Linked DNA regions of Gossypium hirsutum: region 2 is linked to region 1. The links are chromatin contacts, called in public Hi-C maps. All regions are on one chromosome and are shown on one strand. Each heading gives the region's core, a stretch centred on a gene start, on an enhancer-like site or on the middle of the called end of the contact. The rest is flanking DNA. Distances are from core to core; before and after follow the strand shown. Region 1 has its middle 140 kb from the start of LOC121231217. Region 2 has its middle 63 kb from the start of LOC121231679.

The links. A called contact is a pair of places that touch in the nucleus more often than the background predicts.
Region 2: a contact with region 1 is called in a Hi-C map of leaf, with 2.6 times the contacts expected there. The contact joins two enhancer-like sites. A contact is called at or near these places in 2 of 34 Hi-C or Micro-C datasets (hypocotyl and leaf).

What each region holds. Positions count from the first base shown.
Region 1 is chrA06:32,978,370-32,983,274 of Gossypium_hirsutum_v2.1, reverse strand. No RefSeq gene overlaps it. Among protein-coding and RNA genes, the nearest start is that of LOC121231217, 140 kb to the right of the region's middle. Within about 2 kb of position 1,859, at least 3 of the 9 cell types and tissues checked have an H3K27ac peak or open chromatin away from gene starts, as enhancers often do. A contact at or near this core is called in hypocotyl and leaf, where this site is marked.
Region 2 is chrA06:33,194,396-33,199,300 of Gossypium_hirsutum_v2.1, reverse strand. No RefSeq gene overlaps it. Among protein-coding and RNA genes, the nearest start is that of LOC121231679, 63 kb to the left of the region's middle. Within about 2 kb of position 2,505, at least 3 of the 9 cell types and tissues checked have an H3K27ac peak or open chromatin away from gene starts, as enhancers often do. A contact at or near this core is called in hypocotyl and leaf, where this site is marked.

The DNA.
Region 1 (4,905 bases), core at 610-3,109:
AAAATTTTTTTTCACCTACATTTATGAATATAGTAAATTTTAATATTATAAAATTAAATAATTATTTCAAATATAATTTTATATGTGAACTTTTATATATTAAGAATAAAAATATGTAATTATATATATCATTATGTTAAATATATTTTATTTTTTAAACATATCAACTAGTTATTTTGATATATTTTTCTTATATATAATTTTTTTATTTAAAATATTTATTTGTTATCTCATTGTCGGTATGGTAAATTCTAATATTATAAAATAAAGTAATTGTTTCAAATATAATTATTTTTATTAAATATAATTTACCATACTATAATGTAGGTGAAAAAAATAATGATATTTGAAATAATTATTTGATTTTATAATACTAGAATTTACCATACCCATAATATAAGTAAAAAATAAATATTTATAAAAACTATTTATAAAAAATATATATAAAAATAATTAGTTGATATTTTAAAAAAATGAAATATATTTAACATTGATATATAATATATATTTTTATTATACAATTACATACTTATTATTTTGTCTAAATAAAGAAATTATTAACCATGACATAGAAGAAAAATAAATATAAAAATATATTTAATAAAATAATATTTTAATTTTATAATATTAGAATTTACCATACTCACAATGACTCACAATGTAGATAAAAATAATAAATATTTAACATATAAAAATTATATTTAAAAAATATTTATATCAAAATATTACATATTTATTAGTTTATCTATATAAATAAAAAAATTATTATTAAAAATATGGATTAAAAATAAAGAAAATATATGAATTAAAAATAAAAATCGAAGCGATTCTAATCTAGGCCACTTGAATAAAAACACCAAAATTTTAGTATTTTTAGAGGGAAGGTTTAGGTAAATTTAAATATAAAAGTTCAAATAATATCATTGTTCTTATGCAATTATTGTTTGATTGAGTTTTTTTTCAGAGGACGAAATTTTTTTGATAAATTCAATGATTGAATTAATCTCAGTTAATTCATGATATCAATCTTGATTAAAATTAATAAAATAACTTTTCATATTTTATAATTTTGGAGGTGTTTGTGTTATCTCTAATTGAATATAATTTTTATTATCCTAAAATTATAAACATGTTTAAGGATTGAGCTACTTGTCCAAGCTTGAAGCTCGCTTAATAATTGGAAGGGTTTTGTCAAAAACATTAAACCCAAAAATTTAACTTAAGTGAAAAATATAAATTTGTTTAAAATATGAATCGAACTTGAACTTTAGTAGTCAACACTCAAGCTAGGCCAAATTTGTTTTTTAATTGTATAATATATTATTTTCTTTATTTTTATATAGTATGTAATTTATATCATATGAGAATTAAATATAAAATATTTTAATGTAAATATTAAAAATATGTTTAAGCTCATGTTTAAATTTTAAATAAAATTAAAATATAAAATTTATTTAATATAAAAAAGAATATATATTAAAAAGAACAAAATAATATAACCGACTTAAATGGGTTTGGGCTATCTTGAAAGAGATATAAGGCAAAATTTGAGGCGTATATGGGGATCCGACATGAACAATTATGTATGATGTTAATTCTATATATGGATTAGGACCGAATATGACTTGACTATGAACACCTTTACATTAAAAGTAGATAAATTTTATTCAAGATGGGCCATTCGGCAAATTGGTGGTCTTCCATTTTAGGGAAATGTCGATGATGAATATATATATATAGTAGAAGGCAAGACAAAATGTTTAAATAAATTTCGTCGGTATCGAAAGTTTTGAGAAGTTTGCAATTGGGCCCTCAAACAGACACAGTTGACTTCTATCAAACCGAAAGAAAAGGGCCACGCGGCCACATGTGTGGTGGACCCAAGATTAGGCCCAACAGCATCCACATAACTATTAGCCGTCCGATCATAATAATCACTCACTTTTTCGACGACGTTGATGTTACATTATGTGAAAATAAAAATATATATGTACATATATATTATCTTTAAAATTTTAGTTTTTATATTTTCTGACATAATTTAATTCTATTATTGTTAATGTTTTGTCTTAATACAAATAAAAAATAACCTACAACTATATCAAAAACCCAAAACGTAGAAATATGCAATTAGTAATTTCTCACTAGTTTTTTTTATTAGTTTATTATGCTAAAATTTTAATTTAATATAATTTAATCCCTCTACTTTTATTATTATTATTATTTTCTTAAATTCTCTAAACCTACAAGGTCTCCAACTAAATTCAAAGTTAAAGTAGGTTAAATCCCGTTATTTGAGGAAAACTCTGGTGAGTTATTTTCTCCATTTACCTGAAATCTTACTTAAGGAATATTGGTCAGTTTTATAATATTATCTAAATTGATAATATTATTTACTATGCTCTGGAAGTGATACCACGACCTTTTTAAAAAAAAAATAAAAACAATATTAAGCGTTCCATTAACCTATAAATTTACTTTTGATTAAACAAATAGCAAAAATGGAAACCATATCATCCATTTAACACTAATAAGTAGCAGCTTACTAACATTACAAAAAATCAAATTATACCAAACTAAAAGGATTCAAATATGAAATTTTTAGTTTATATTTCATACACGAGCTATCAACAAGAAAGACAACTACATCTCTCAATACAATTTTTTTATTATATATAATCACAAGTATTTTGATTTGATTTATGATTACAACTTAAATCTTTTTTCTAAATAAAAAGTTGGAAGTAAAATCTTTCCCACAAAGACAATGTAAAATCTCGTGTTTGTTTGTAAAAGGCAGGCGTCAACTTTGCATGTGTCACTGACCAAATATCTTGAACAACGTAAAAATATGCATAGGTTTCTTTCTTTCACTTATTTCACCCCCAAAAACAGAAAGAAAAAGCTGAGATAATAATAATGCAATGAAAAAGAGTTGTCAGCTAGTTTTACGGTCTAGCAGATAGCCATATAATCCTATTGTCGGATTGGTGTTGCATAGGAGACAAATCAAATTAGACCCATGTGAATGTCCAGTTAAAACGACCTTCATTAGATATGGTACTGTTCTTTTTTACCATTTTTGTACCACTATCTTACAACCATCAAAATCAGTCCTCATTATCCAACTTCCTATTTTTCCATGTTTATACTATGTTTCTATTTTTATTTTAAAGTTATAACCGATCCTATACAAACAATTATTATAAACATTGAATTAAATAATCAATTTAACAAAATTTTATATATTTATATAAGTAATATTTAAATTTAAAATTTTAAAATTTTCAAAACCTCAATTTTATCATGGAATCTAAATTTTATTAGCGATTTAATTAATATAATTTAATTTAACATAATTTGATGATTTTACTTTTGTAATATCATTATTTGGTAAAATGATGATCTATTTTATTTTCTAAATAACACTCCTTTCAATTTATTATGTTGACATGATATCTTTTTAATTTTTTATTTTATGTTTGAAAGGATTAAGAAAGCTATCTGTAATAATTAACATTGTTAATTATTTTAAATTAATTCATGATAATATAAAAGTAAATGGGGAAATTGTAGTAACTAATTCTTATGTTGAAGCATAATTTGACTTTATTTGAGATATAGGCTCCTAACTATTGTTTGGTACAAGGGAATTTAAAACAGTGTTTTTCTTCTCTCCTTTTCCAAGGAGTTTGCTGAGCCTCTTGTTTTTGACAACTCGAAGAATCTGAGAGATGTCTTCAGATTATCTACAAAATGATTGTGAAGAATCACAGAAGATTATTTAGGTACCCCCCTTGGGATGCTTACTTGACCAGATAAGGATACCCCATTTCTCATATTATTATTTTGATTTGCATCAGTTTGGATGGAGTAAATTTAAGTTTTTAAGGTTTTTTTTTTAATGATTTTGAATTCGAACCAATATTTTTCATATTTAGTTTGGATCAATTTTAATTTTAGGTCAAGTTTGAGTTTGTTTAGGTTGGGATAAATTTTAAAATTATACATGAATTTTAATCTAATGTATAATTTTATACATTAACTTTATTCTTGTGTAATTTTATAATGAAATTTTATTTTAATTCAGTTCTCATAAATTATTAGCACTAGTATTTATATAACATCATTTTATATTTATATATTGCATATAGAAATAATTATATTTATCTAATATAAAAATGATTTGTTGTATTTATTTAAATGTGTATAATTGAATCAACTAAAGTTTTATGTATATATTTCAACCACAATCAAGGTTTCATGTGTATAATTACACCAAATCAAAATTCATATATCAAATCGCATAATATATCAATATTTATGTATAATTTTGAGATTTATTCCTTTTAGCCTTTAGGCTTGACACTTGAGTTTTTCAAATTACTTGTTTGGGTCATTTCAAGTTTTTGGTTAATTTGCGTCTACACTAGACATGTTGAGGTCATTAAATTTTTCGGTAAAATATTCAATTGGTCACTTAATTTTTAGTGCATTTTCAATTTGATCACTCAAAATGAAATTCTTGCAATTTCATCACCTAACTATTAAATCTCTAACGGCGGTTGATTATATATTCCACATTATGTTTACACTTTTATTTTGGTCACCCAACTTCTAGGTTACTTTCATTTTGGTTATAAAAAAAATATCCTTTTTGAAGTATTGGTTGGGGTAAAAAAAAATTAAGGATTAAAGTAAAAAAGTGGTAGAAACTAAAATAATGCATTAAAAAATTGTCAAATTGTATTTGTTTATCCCATTGTCAAAAAGTCTATTTTTTTAATATTGAAATATTAAATTTCAAAGCATCAAAATCAATTAAATAAATTGTTGAAAATTTTTTATCCATTGATAATGTCAACCGATTTGTTGCTTGAACATTGAAATTAATTAATTTCATCT
Region 2 (4,905 bases), core at 1,256-3,755, 220 kb before region 1:
CTAGTGTTTGCTCCATTGAGGTTGTCAAGTAAAGAAATCATATGACAAGATGAATTCCCTACAGAAAGTAATAACTATAATAAAAAAATTTAATAAGTAAGAATAATGAAATTAAATTTAGAGGAAATATTTTTTAAAAATATATTAGGAGAGGTCTATTATAGCCATAATTGCATAATTATTTAGGAATTTTTTTAGGAAACATTTTCTGCACTACATTTGCTAAACAAGTCTATAAAACTCAAATCATTTTTTTCTTTATTTAGAAGACTGTTGAGAATAGAGGTGAGAACTATATTTTAGATAGTCTAGTGATATATTTGGTAATTGTAATGTTTTGGAAAATTTATGCATACATGCATTCATGCATACTCGTACATTTTCTTAAGGACAAGCAATAATTCATGTTTGGGGGTGTGATAACTCTCGAAAAGAGTTATATTTTAGGCCTTTAAACTAAAGTTTTTGCTTGTAATTAAGAAAATATGTTAGCATTTTAGACTTATTATTAGAGCATTGCATACTAAAGCTTGAATTATGTTTCAACTATAAATTTATGTTACTTTTAATTTCTGGAAAGAGGCTTGGTAGTCTTTGGTTGTAGGCAAAAGTAAGATAAAAGAAGCAAGAAGAAGGATAAGAGGAAGAGGAAAAGAAAACGAAGGAGGTGAAACATTGCCATGGCAAATGGTGGGATAGATAACCAACAAAAATACCATGGTAATTCCAGGAAGATGATGCAGCACTCCATCCACGTCACCCTCAGCCAGCTGTACATGTACCAGATAAATTTCCCTAAAAAAGAGGAGTAAAAGATGTTTGCTGAGAGGAACGGATCTACCCTATAAAAGGAAGAGAAAGAAGAAAAGAAAGGACACACATGGATTGTGAGGAGAAAAAGAAAAGAAAGAGAGTAGTCACTCTCTTTGCAACAGAATACAATGAAGTAATTTAGAAAAGAAGAAGAAAGGAGCAGCTCAAGAAGGGGAGATCAGAGACGCGAAGAAAGGGAAGAGAAATCTACGTTGGGTTTTACATACAATTTGGATAAGATGTTAGAGTGCAGCAAGAACTTCTTGTAGTCCTACCTTTGTTTTGTTTTCTTGGTTTTGAATTATGTGATTCGTGAAACTTGAAGTATGTTGGTGAATGAATTAATTTTGGATTTCATTGCCCAACCCATGAGCTAGTTATCTTTGGGTTGGAATTATTTGGGTGAATATTTAATTAACTGTAATTCCCATGATATGCTTGTGATTAAATTTATTGTTTCATTCAATTCTTGTTTATTAAGAATGCATCTAAGCTCTAGATATAGTTGATTGCATGTTATGAACTCAAATAGATTTGAATCTGAATGGGTTAAATACATCAGATTATTAATTGATTGATATAGGTGAGTACTCAAAAGAATATTCACAGCACTTCAGACATAGAAGATGCTATCTGTATAAGTATAGAACGTTAATTGGGTTATTATTTTGTAGATTCCGAATAATAATTAGAGTTTTACTCTCGAAAGAAGTAAACTGTAGTAGTAAATATCTGGGAAGTAGTTTAGTCGTATCTTTGCCAAGGCATTATTTTGTTATGAAAATATTCTCTGAGTAATTCCAACCTTTATCATTCAACAGCAAAAATACTCTCTACTTGTACACTTGCACATTTGCATTATTTACACACAATAGTGACATTGCACCACATTTCTAAGTACCTCGCCAATACCCTTTGCTCTTAAAAGAGGTCACTTTATAACCTTTGCCTTAATGGGGAAACAATTGTTGGATATACTTCACTAGGCTATACCTCGCTGAAGAACAAGGCCACGCCAAGTCAGCAGGCCTCTCCAAGCTCACCAACGAGATCACTGTCACTTGTCACACATAGTCCCAATAATCATGCCTCATCAAACCACATCATCAACCTAATGAGAAAGAACTGGACTATAAGACTTTATTAAAAATCCACCAATCGGGAGATATCATGTAATCTATAAATGTTTCTTTTAAATTCCTCTAATCTTAGTTCTCGTCTTCTTCAACTTTGAGAATCTTCTTTATGACTCTCGGCAAATAAACCATTCCACAAATCTCCTTCCCTTTCATTCCATTAAAAAAAGGGAAATAGCTTAATAAATAAATCCAATTGTGCGATTATATTTATGTTTATAATTTCCAAACGGCCATACAAGTAAAGTCTATAAAAGGAGCCAGCCAAGAACAACCTAATATGATTAAAACATGAAATTCCTTCATTAATTATCTACCTAAACCCTTAATTGTTTTAAAAGTAACACCTGGTTTTTAGACACGACTGTTAACAACTAGTCACAGTAAAATTTTCTTTCAAATACCAAAAAAAACGATTTTCATTGTATAGATCTAATCAACCCCCACCCCCAACAAAAAAAAAAAAGAGAAAAAGAAAAGGAGTACCCAAAAGTAATAGAACACCCGTCGACTAATTAAAATGTACCATCAATCAATACATGGGGGACCATCCCCATATTTTATATACATATAATAGTCATAGATCTTTTCATTTTGATAAGCTCTTGTGGGGACTTATTACTGACCAATATGCATGGCAGTAGACATTTTAATGAAGGCTTGATAAATAATCATAAATAAGTAAATTTTTGTATATATATATATTATGACCCCATCGTTCCCTCCCCTTTTGTTTTTAGCTAGATATCTTCTTCCATTATTAATTTCCACGCCACTTGGACGTTGCTACGATGTAATGCACTCCAAGCAGGCATATCTCGACAACTCATCCACATAAAAGATATAGTTATATATATAAATATATAAAGGAATTAAAATGAATTTAGATTCATGGAAACAGTGATGGGTTGATGGGGGCATATCGAAGGAGATGCAATTTCTTCTTTGTCCTTCTTTTTTTTATTGAAAGTGTGAGGTACCGCTGTCGACTATAGTTATGAGTTCTGGTCCAGTCCATTTCCATATTTAACAGCAAGGCATTAAAATATATGTCCTTAGGGGAAAGGGGATAGAAGGGTTTTTAATACATTATTAGGAGTTGTCATGCAAGTTTGTGAAGTTGATATCTATTGTCTCTGGCTATGCTTTTGTAGCCCTTAAGGCTATTGCCAAGTATGTGCCATCAAATTAATCAAACCTACCCAATGATTTAAAAAAAAAAATTGCCCCCAATGCCACAGTAAAATCCGACAATTAACTGTGCATGCTAAAAATCAAAATTGAGCTGTTAATTTAACGTACATATATTCAAGTATTTAAAATAATATCAATATCCGATTCAATTTTTAAACAACTCTTACCTTTAATCCTTGTAACAAAATTACCAAAACAAAATTTATTAAGTTAATTTGTATCCCTTTTATAGTTTGTCTTTGGTTATAAATCTAGCCAAGATTCATTGGCCTTTACCATCCTGTACTGGAAACCCTGCCAAACACACACCTCGTGAAGGTCCTTACTAGACAATGAGCAAAGACCTTTCCTAGTTATTCACTGTAACAACTCGGTTTAGACTCTATTCAGAACAGTAGTTTCGGGACCACAAATCTGAGTTAAAAAAATATTTTAATATTATTTTTGGTGTCTACAGCATGTTAATTTATGTGTGAAATTTTCGTGATTTAATTTTATCGTTTGAGTGTTCGATTTAATAAAAAGACTTAATCGCGTAAAATGTAAAAGTGACTAGCTAATTGTTAAAGTGCTACATTGCTATTGTTTTTATAATGTGGAGTCCTTAAGATGTAATTTGACCTTTGGAAACATGCATGGACGGTTATGGACATTGATTATAATGTTTTCAAATTAATTTATAAAGGTTAATTTAGTAAATTATGTGTTAAAATGATATTAAATAAAAATAAAACATAACAAAACATGCATGTGTTCATCTTGGTTGTCGAAACTTCAAAAGAAAGAGAAATAAAAGAGTTTTAAATGTTCGGCCCTTGCATTCTTCAAAGTGTTAAGCTTGGTTTTTGATAATTTTTACATTTTTGAGATCATTATTTCGTGTTTTAGCTAGCCCATGTTTTAATTTTTAGAATTGATGATGAATTTGAGATTTCCCATTGTTGAAAGCTTGATGATGAAAAATAAATAGGTGTTAATATATTATCATGTTTAATTAAGTGATTTTTAGTAAAAATGCCTATTTGGGATTAAATTGTAAATTTTGTAAATTGAGGGGTCAAATGTGAAATAAATGAAAGAAATGGGCTGCTAGGGAATTTTAATATGGGCTGCTAGGGACCTTATTAAAATTCAGCCAAGCATGGGTGTGGTGAAATTTTGAATATTTCGTGTTTTGTGAAATAGTGACTAAATTGTAAAAAATATGAAATATTAGGGGCAAAAGTGTAATTTTCTCATTTACGTGTTTTTGGATGAATTTGAATGAATATATGATTAAATAAGTCAAATTTATATTGAATTAGTTCAAGAAAAGAGGAAATCAGATTTGGATCGGGGGAAATCTAAAGTTGTCGAATAGTCGTTCCGGTTCGTTTGTCTTTGTCCGAGGCAAGTTCAAAAGTAAATAAATCTCGTTAAATTCGAATGTTTATGTAATATATGTGCTGAATTAAATTATTACCCATATATATGTTGATGCCGAATTAGTATAAGCATGGGAGAAATATACACGAGATGGAATCGATTGGTTTACGACGTTCGAAAACCCCGTACGAACCTTAGAAATAGTTAGGATACATATGTCATGACATAGGATTCCAATATGTGATTTCGTGTAAGGCCACGTCTGGGACGTTGGCATCGATTTGTGACTTACGTGTAAGACCATGTCTGGGACATCGGCATCGTATATGAGTTCGTGTAAGACCCTATCTAGGACAGTGGCACCAATATGCAATTACATGTAAGGCCACGTCTGGGA